3 separate regions of the Gossypium hirsutum genome follow, and all the other regions are linked to region 3. A link is a contact called in public Hi-C data. All regions are on one chromosome and are shown on one strand. Each heading gives the region's core, a stretch centred on a gene start, on an enhancer-like site or on the middle of the called end of the contact. The rest is flanking DNA. Distances are from core to core; before and after follow the strand shown.

Evidence for each region. Hi-C and Micro-C count contacts between places; a contact is called where the count stands out from the background.
Region 1: a Hi-C map of leaf shows a contact between it and region 3, with 1.7 times the contacts expected there. The contact joins the enhancer-like site here to the promoter of LOC107959924 in region 3. A contact is called at or near these places in 2 of 34 Hi-C or Micro-C datasets (leaf and seedling).
Region 2: a Hi-C map of leaf shows a contact between it and region 3, with 1.7 times the contacts expected there. The contact joins the promoter of LOC121229168 here to the promoter of LOC107959924 in region 3. A contact is called at or near these places in 3 of 34 Hi-C or Micro-C datasets (all in leaf).

The regions. Positions count from the first base shown.
Region 1 is chrA05:53,638,007-53,640,849 of Gossypium_hirsutum_v2.1, reverse strand. No RefSeq gene overlaps it. Among protein-coding and RNA genes, the nearest start is that of LOC107957172, 9.9 kb to the left of the region's middle. Within about 2 kb of position 1,534, at least 3 of the 9 cell types and tissues checked have an H3K27ac peak or open chromatin away from gene starts, as enhancers often do. A contact at or near this core is called in leaf, where this site is marked.
Region 2 is chrA05:53,251,670-53,254,549 of Gossypium_hirsutum_v2.1, reverse strand. LOC121229168 reads left to right here and starts at 1,302. Exons shown (of 7, transcript XM_041112601.1): 1 at 1,302-1,793; 2 at 1,900-1,986; 3 at 2,142-2,381. The coding sequence starts at 1,506.
Region 3 is chrA05:52,729,877-52,732,969 of Gossypium_hirsutum_v2.1, reverse strand. It overlaps LOC107959924, which reads left to right and starts at 1,453. Exons shown (of 2, transcript XM_016896097.2): 1 at 1,453-1,955; 2 at 2,652-3,093. The coding sequence starts at 1,878.

The DNA of each region.
Region 1 (2,843 bases), core at 285-2,784, 910 kb before region 3:
TAATAATATAAAAAATATGAAAAGCTTGATAAGGCTCATGAGCTATTCGAGTCTAAGTATTATTAAACTCAAATTTAACTTAATAATTACGGATTTAAATTTAATTTTTTTTCAAATCAAACTAGTATGAATAACAAAAAAACTATTATACTTCATTAGTACTTGTTAGGATAATTAAAGGCATAAAGTTAATAAAGTTATTGAGAAATTAAAAACCCACAAACCGTAGGTATGGACAACAAATATAAAAAGTTTAAATCATTTAACAAGGAATATTGGTTTCAACATTGAAGGTTCCCCAATAAATGGGTCTTGGAGATATGATCCAGATATGTAGTAAAAGGTTGAAGTACTTGAAGTATGATACCACTCGTAAGAAAGCAATTTGATTAGTTATCAAATTTCTTTGGATACTTGTTTAAAAATATAATATCTCTTCTTCATGGAAAAGCCAAATACCAATTCAAAGAAGTGCACAAATCTATAAACTATTACCACTCCCACTTTCTTTTTTAAATAAATAAATATTTCAAATCACATTGTTTAGTTTAATCACCAACAGGGGTCTTTGCTAATCACTTTTATTTTGAGTTTAAATTTATATATATATATTAGTTTTGACCTATAATTTTTAAAAATATATATATAAGTAAATATATTCATATGAAAATAAATGATTATATTTTATTTTAAATATAATAATAAATATATCAATATCAATATGTTTTGGTATACTGTTTTGAGTTTATTAATATTTTTTAAAAATATTTTCATATATTATACACTGGTAATTATATCTCAATTATATACATTTAAATATATTTATATGAAAATATTAATTATTTTTAATAAATTACTTAAATGGTTATATTTTATTTTTAAATATACCAATAAAAATATTAAAATCTTGTACAAATTGATACGGGTCAATATGCACTAGTACAAGTTGAAATGGACTAAAATGCGCCGATATTGATAGGAATTTATACCAAAATAGTAACTAGAATTTTTTGTTCTAATTTACAACCAAAATGAGATATTTCAACTGTCACAAGCGATATCGATACAAAATTTAAATTAAGAATATTTACACATAATAACATTTAAATTAAGAATAAAATCTAGACATATGTGATTAAACTCAAATATGAAACATAAAAAAAATTTAACTTTTATCTACAACTTTAAAATAAATAAAAACTACAGATAATACTTGGGTTAGTGTGTTAATGATTCATTATATCTGTGTCAAATTTAATAAAATGTATAAATATAAAGGATTAAATATAAATACCAATTAGTCAAAGATGACATCAGAATCTTTGTTAATGATTTATTCAAGGACAACCAAAACAGAAATGCATGATAATGTTAATATTCAAAATAAAAAGTTTTTATAATTTACTAAAAATTGAGTGTCTTATATTTAGCCTAAAATAAAAATAGTAGAAGGTAAGCCCCCACCAGCTATGGCCTAGGGATTCGAATTTCCAAGTCATGGTTGAATGGACGGAATTAGTGGGAGTAGTTTTACCCGCAACTTCGTGCTAAAATAAGTCGTCCACATTCTAGACTTGTGCAAACGTGCAATGGTAGCTTCGCCTTTTGTAGAATTTCTGCTATTTCCTCTAATATAAATTATACACCATGTTTAAGGCGTTCTTGAAATTAATTAATTTATTTTCCTCATGGAACAATCAATAATAATTATTAATTGAATACATCTTGATAAAATTAAGACAAAGCTTCAAAATTCAGATGATGTTTAGGGTGTTGATTATTCTCAGCTTTTAATTTTTTTGAACTAATTTTAATTTTATTAATTATGTGTAAAAGAATTTTTTTTAATGTTTCCCAACAAAATTTTGTCCAAATTCAATTCAGATAAAAATGTTAAAATTTAAGCTTGATTTGGTTTGTCTGTATTAAATTTTTATACTATTTTTTAAAAAATTATAATACATCAAAAATACTAAAAATATTAAAATAAATGTTTCCCAACAAACTAAATTTTTTTTAAAAAAATATGTATATTTAAATAACATTAAGATATATGCAACTTAACTACCAAATGCCTCTAAAATAGTAACAAAATTAACAATAAAATAAAAGTTATACAATATTCAAATAGTAACAGTAAAATAGTAACAACGTAATAATGAAATTGTAGCAAAATAGTGAGAAAATAACAAGAAAATAGCAACAAAATAGTAAAAAACAACAAAAGAAAACAACTTTTTTTTACAAATTCGGGCTAGGCCAAGCAAGGATCGGGTCAAAAAAGTCTTACCTGAGGCTCGACCTTTTTTCTAAACGGATCTTATCTTTTTGTTCAAGCCCATTTTTCGAGTCTATATTTTTATTCAAATTCTCTTATTTTTCGTGCGAGCCTTCGGATCAAGAGATGGACAAATCTACTAAAGTGAAAAGATTACATAATTCCAAATTTGAACAACTTACATTGAGGTATCCTTTTAATGCTTTAACCCATCTTCATCATATTCATCATCTTGTATCTATAATTTTATGTAATTTGGATTTTATATATTTTTCTAAATTTTTATATATTTAATTATTATATATATAAATTAGAGTTTATATGTACTTTTTTTATACTTTCTTTCTATTTTAATAACTTATATGTATATAAGTAGATTTTATATATTTTCTGATTTCACATATATTTTTTAGATTGTTTATATATATTATTTCTTTCCATCTTTATAATTTTAATAATTGACATATATATTTTAGATTGTATATAATTTTCTAAATTTTTCTATTTTATTTTTATTTTTTATAATTTTTTATGATTTATACAAATTTTATTAAAGAAAAATGAT
Region 2 (2,880 bases), core at 53-2,552, 520 kb before region 3:
AAATTTTTTCGCGAAAGTGTTGAAATAAAAGTTTTTTAAACATCGTATATTAAGTTTCAAATTATATTCTTTTCAAGTTATATATATGATTTAAGTATTTTATTTTATTTTAAACACGTCAATATTTACATGATTTTTTACAAATTAAATTGAAGTAAATAAAAAGCTTTCGCGTGAACAATGCAAAAGGTTGAGTCCTATTTTGAACATTTAGCCAATAATAAATGAATAAAATATTTATATGAAAAGTTAATATAAAATCTTGTAATAGATGTGAGTTTGTCTATAATATACCTCTTGCTGATTCAAGCTACTCAAATCGACCTAAAACAAGTCCAACCCAAGTTACAAGACAACCTAGGAGAAAAATACACCAACCCCATGGCCACCAATTAGCACAATAAACAAAAGAAATCAAAGTTGAGCCCCAAAATATAAGCACTACAAAGACATGCATGAGTGAGTGGAGAACTGTAATGAAATGTAATTGATGGAGACTGCAATAATGCACTTGCATGGATGTGTCTGCATGCGCCACCAGACAGGAAATGTGCTCACTCCTACCCCCCAACAAGATACGATTGTACGATCAAAATACAAAATATTTTAATCGCAATTATAATACAAAGCATACACAAATGTAAAACAAATATACAAATTAACAAATCTAGTCCCCCATAACTCCCAAGTTTTGCTAAACTCTAAATAGTGAAAGGAAATTCAAAGTGGGCAGGCTTTTAGCTTGATGGTTACAAAGTATATAGCTGACACAAAGAACATATTGGGAAGTGAGAAAGTAACTTTGGAAACCCAGGATCAACTGTATTTCACATTTATTCCGATGCATACAAACTACAGTAAAAGAATAACACAGACCATTACCCATATTTTCCTATAAATTTAACACAAATAGGGAAATAATAATAACTAAAGTTTTAGATAACTCGTGTAATCATATAACAATATTTAGATTATTTTTTAATTTATATTAAAATAATTTAATTTTTGATTTATTTGTATAGTTATGATTGCTTGTTACTATTGCGTAACCAAAATATCAAAAAATAAAAAATAAAAAGATTAATAAGCACCGCGATGAAAACAACTTTTGTAGTTGAAATCATAATTTCAAAAGCAAAATAAGAAAATGGAATCTTTGACGTTTAAAATTGTTGTTTCACACAAAGTGACTTTATTATTCTTCATTAAAACATACATTTCTAAACTTTATTTTCTCGATTTTCTGCCAGCTTTGCTAAACTCACCCTCACTATTTATATCACCACACCCACATAAGCAGAGCTTTGAGAAAACCCCATTTCTCTGCTTTCTTTTTTAATAAGCCAAGCTGTCGGGACATCAACACCAAGACATTAGAATATCTGTAAGAGAATAACAAGAATAGGGTATTGTTTTATTTATTATTTTCTGCCATTCTTGGATGTTTTCGAGAGCTTCGAAAAATGGTGTGAAGGATAGAAGCAATCGAGAAAGCTTTTCTTACAATGTTGATCTTATGTCGGATCAGATGCCCCCATTTCGATCACAGAATAAGAAGACTCAACCCATGTTTAAACATGGCTTCTTACTTTCGTAAAACCTCACCAATCATTCATGCTTTTGTAATTTTTCTTCTTGTTTGTTCTTCTTCAATTTCTCCCGTTTACTCATCGGAACCCCATAATCTCCATGCGAGAAATCGAACTTTCCGACCGGATAAAGAGCTACAAAAGTTGAAATTCATAAGACAACGTCTCAACAAGATCAATAAGCCAGCAGTAAAGACAATTCAGGCAATTTAATCTAGTTTTTGCCTTGAGTAATTTTCTTTTTATCTTTTATCAGACATTGGTTTCCAAGATCTCCAACATGTTTTTGTTTATGGTTTTGGTGTTGCAGTGTCCTGATGGTGACACTATAGATTGTGTTTTGTCGCATCATCAGCCTGCCTTCGATCTTCCTCAACTCAAAGGACAACGACCATTGGTAATTAAATAATATTTTAGTTGCACGATATTAACAGTACATGGTTATGTTACAGTGTTTATCGTCGTTATTTATTGCAATTAAAGGGAAAACATCCATTGGTCCACAAATACTAATTGAACAGTTTTTTTTTTCTATTGTTGAAATATGTGCAGGATCCACCGGAGAGACCTAGGATTTATGAAAGAGATGGGGTGATGATGACGGCGGAAGTAGAAGAAGAAGAAGAAGAACATGTTCAGCTATGGAGAATGTCAGGTGAAACATGTCCGGAAGGAACAATTCCCATCAGGAGAACGACGGAACAAGACATGTTAAGGGCTAGTTCTGTAAGAAGATTTGGAAGGAAACCAAGACGACGTGTTAGAAGAGATTCAACCAGCAACGGCCATGAGGTAGGTGTCTTCAAAATTACACTTTTAACAAAAACTGCCATGCCTAAAAAATATCAAATTTTATCTAAGCAACGTTTCCATTTTTTCTTAAAAAAAATAATTATTCATAAGTTACTGTTTTTTATTTTGTTAGAAAAATATAAACTTTTTGACGCACAAAAGTGGGTGAAAAAATTGAAAAAGCAATTGGAATAGCGTTAAAAATCGGAAGGAACCAATATCAAGGAAGTAGTCAAAAGTGGATTGTAAAACGACCCTACTTATTTATTTTTATTACCAGAGACTTCAGTCTCTTATGCCAACATTGACAACCTTGTATTTTGTACATACATTTCTTTGGGGTAGGCTGACAGATTTTTAGTAAAAATCCTTTAAAATAAATTTAGATGAGTGCTTGCATCATATAATTAACTCACAGAGTACTAAATATAAATTTTATTCTTTTTAAAATTTTATATTAATTTATTGATACCGTATAAAGAAATATTATATTTATATA
Region 3 (3,093 bases), core at 204-2,703:
TTGAAAAATTTTATTCGGGGATTGCATATAGCTATACCTATTTAAAAGTCTTGAAAATACCATTATTACCAGTCCATCGATGATTTTATTGCTCTCTCTGAATACATGTAGTAATTTTAAAATAAAAGAAATGTGCTCACATGACCCACATTACATGTGCTCAAGACCAAATAAGCCAAAAAAGAAGAAGAAGAAAATGTTGAATATGGGGTTGTAGGATTTTCAATTATGAATCTAGAGTTTAAGGTTTTTATATAATGTTTTATAAAAGCAAAATAAAACTCCATACCTTTTTTTCTCATATGAATTTTATGTAATTTCAAATTGATTTATGTGAGCAATATTTTATTTTAAAATTGTTATATAATCTGTAGTGGTTTTTAGAAGTAATTTGGACATGAAAAACATTTTTTTGAAGCAAAAGAATTCTAAACAAACAAATTTTGATGGAAATTTTTGGTTTTTTAAAAGCATTTTTTTGAATGAAGTAGTTCAAATTATTTAGCTTCTTCTCTTTCAAAAATATTTTTGGCAACTTAATTATCATTTCACCCCCAACATATGGCACTTCCTATTCTCTAGCTAATTGCTTAAAAAATATTTAAAATTTATTTTTTATATATTAAAATATAATAAATTATAATAAATTATTTTCTATATTCTTATTAAAATATCATAATATTAATTAATTTAAATATTATTTAAATGCTTATTTTTTAATTTTTAACACCATGTCTTAAATGAACATTTTATTTATCAAAAGTACTTTTTGAAAGCAATACTAAACATTTAAATCTTAAACCAAACTTTTCACAAATATTTCTCAAAATCACTTTCCCAAAACATTCTTTAAAAATACTTCTCAATAGCAATACTAAACTAGTCATTTAGCATTACTTTTCAAAAATGATTTTGGGCCAAAAAATATTTTTGAGTAAAAGTTAAAATTATTTGCTTCTACTTTTGACTAAAAAATACTTTTGCAAAACATTTTTGTCTCAAAAATACTTTTGAAAAGTTCAAAAGCATATTGTTTGGCAATATTTTATCTTAAAAATGTTTCTTAAAAGCAATGTTAAACTGATACTAATTTAGGGTCAACTTAACATTGTTTCTAATAAGTACTTTTGGGGAAAAAAATATTTTTGAGATAAAAAATTACTAAACAAGTTACTTTTTGAGCTTTACAAAAGTGCTTTTAAGACAAAAAAAATGCCTTAGGAAAGTGATTTTTTGCTTAAAACTAGGAGCAAAAAATTTTAACTTTTATTCAAAAATATTTTTTGATCCAAAGCCATTTTTGAAAAATAATACTAAACTAAACCTAATGAAAGTGTTTTGATGGTGTTATCAATTGGAGTAAAATTATCGAATAAAAAAAAATAAAGAGGCTAAATTTTTAGAATTAAAACTATACTAAAAATTTCACACACGCATAGAGTACAGGGACTTAGAGCAGAATTAAACCATTTGTTTTTGCTCTTTCTTTAGGTTTAGTATTTAAAATTGCCACCGATTAACAGAGAGGCACCAGCTCTTTATTCCTTATAAATTTATTTTTAAGATTCAATTTATTTTCTCCTTCTACCTTATTTTTCCCATCAGTTTCTTTTTAATGTTTTGCATTTATCGATTTTCATTAGTTGATAAGAAGAGTCTCTCACTGTCTAAATTTTGGGGCTTTTTCTGTGTGTGTTTTTTCCCTTGTGAAAAGGGAGATTATAGTTAATAGGTAGCCGTTGTAAGTGGAACAAGGTTGCTAAAGATCGAACGAGATTTTCTGGAAGTTGATCTTTCTGGGTTCTTCAGCACTGACTTACAATTATATTTTTTTTAAAAAAATTATTACTAAAAGGAGTTATAAATTTCTAGAAAAAATGTGGTGGATGATGAATGAAGGAGGAGGGCATTGTCCTAAAAAATCTGATGATATCTATGGAGATGTTTGTGGTCAGGTACTTCAATATTTTGATCTCTTTTCCTTTACCTTTTGATTTTTCTGTTAATCTTTTCGTAGGAATTTTAGGGAAATTGATGCCTTTGAGATTATTATTATTATTATTAATCAATTTAGCTGCTAATTGTTAGCTGTTAATTTCAACTTTTTTGGGGATTTGGATTATGTTTTTTTAATCTTTCCTTTTAATTTAGGGTTTGAGAGTTTGATGGTTGATTTATCATCGATCTGAAATTGTGTTTAAGTAACCGAAAATCTTTAAAAAGCTAAAGAATAAGTAATTTGTGAACCGTATTTACATCAAAAAATTGGTTTGCTTTTAACCTATTTTATCCGGATTCGAGGTGAGTGCCGTCAATAGCTGTATATGTATTCGGCATGAATGTCAATACGAGTATTTTAGAAAAGATGAAGAATCTAGGTTCGTAACTTTTAATCATGGAGGAACGTCTGGAAAGCTATTACTTTTCATAGAATCTTATAGGGCATTACTTCGAATATGAGTTGCATGTATTCCATTGCTTTTCTGAACTTCCCCTTGCAAATCATGATGTTTATCGGCAGGGGCGAAGTCAAGAATTTTATGTTGGGGATCGGGATAATAGAGAATCAAATTATAAAACGTATCCCCCTTTGCTTTTTATACTCAAATAAATTTGATTAGTATTAATATCATATCTTCTCGATGTTATAGGATTTGAGCCGGTTGAGCATGTCGAGAATCCGCTGCATACTGCGTGGCATTGATTTGAGAACTTGTATTTTGCTGTTTGTGCTGGTTCCGACATGCATATTTGGTATATATACTCATGGGCAGAAGATTTCATACTTCCTTCGACCACTCTGGGAATCGCCACCGAAATCTTTCCATGATATCCCACATTATTATCATGAGAATGTATCGATGGAAAAGCTCTGTAAACTTCATGGTTGGGGAATTCGTGAATTTCCGAGACGGGTTTATGATGCAGTTTTGTTTAGCAATGAGGTGGATATCCTAACAATACGGTGGCAAGAGTTGTACCCTTACATTACACAGTTTGTTCTTCTCGAGTCTAATTCAACATTTTCGGGAATTCCAAAGCCTATGGTTTTTGCTAGCCATCGAGATCAATTCAAATTTGTTGAGCCCCGGT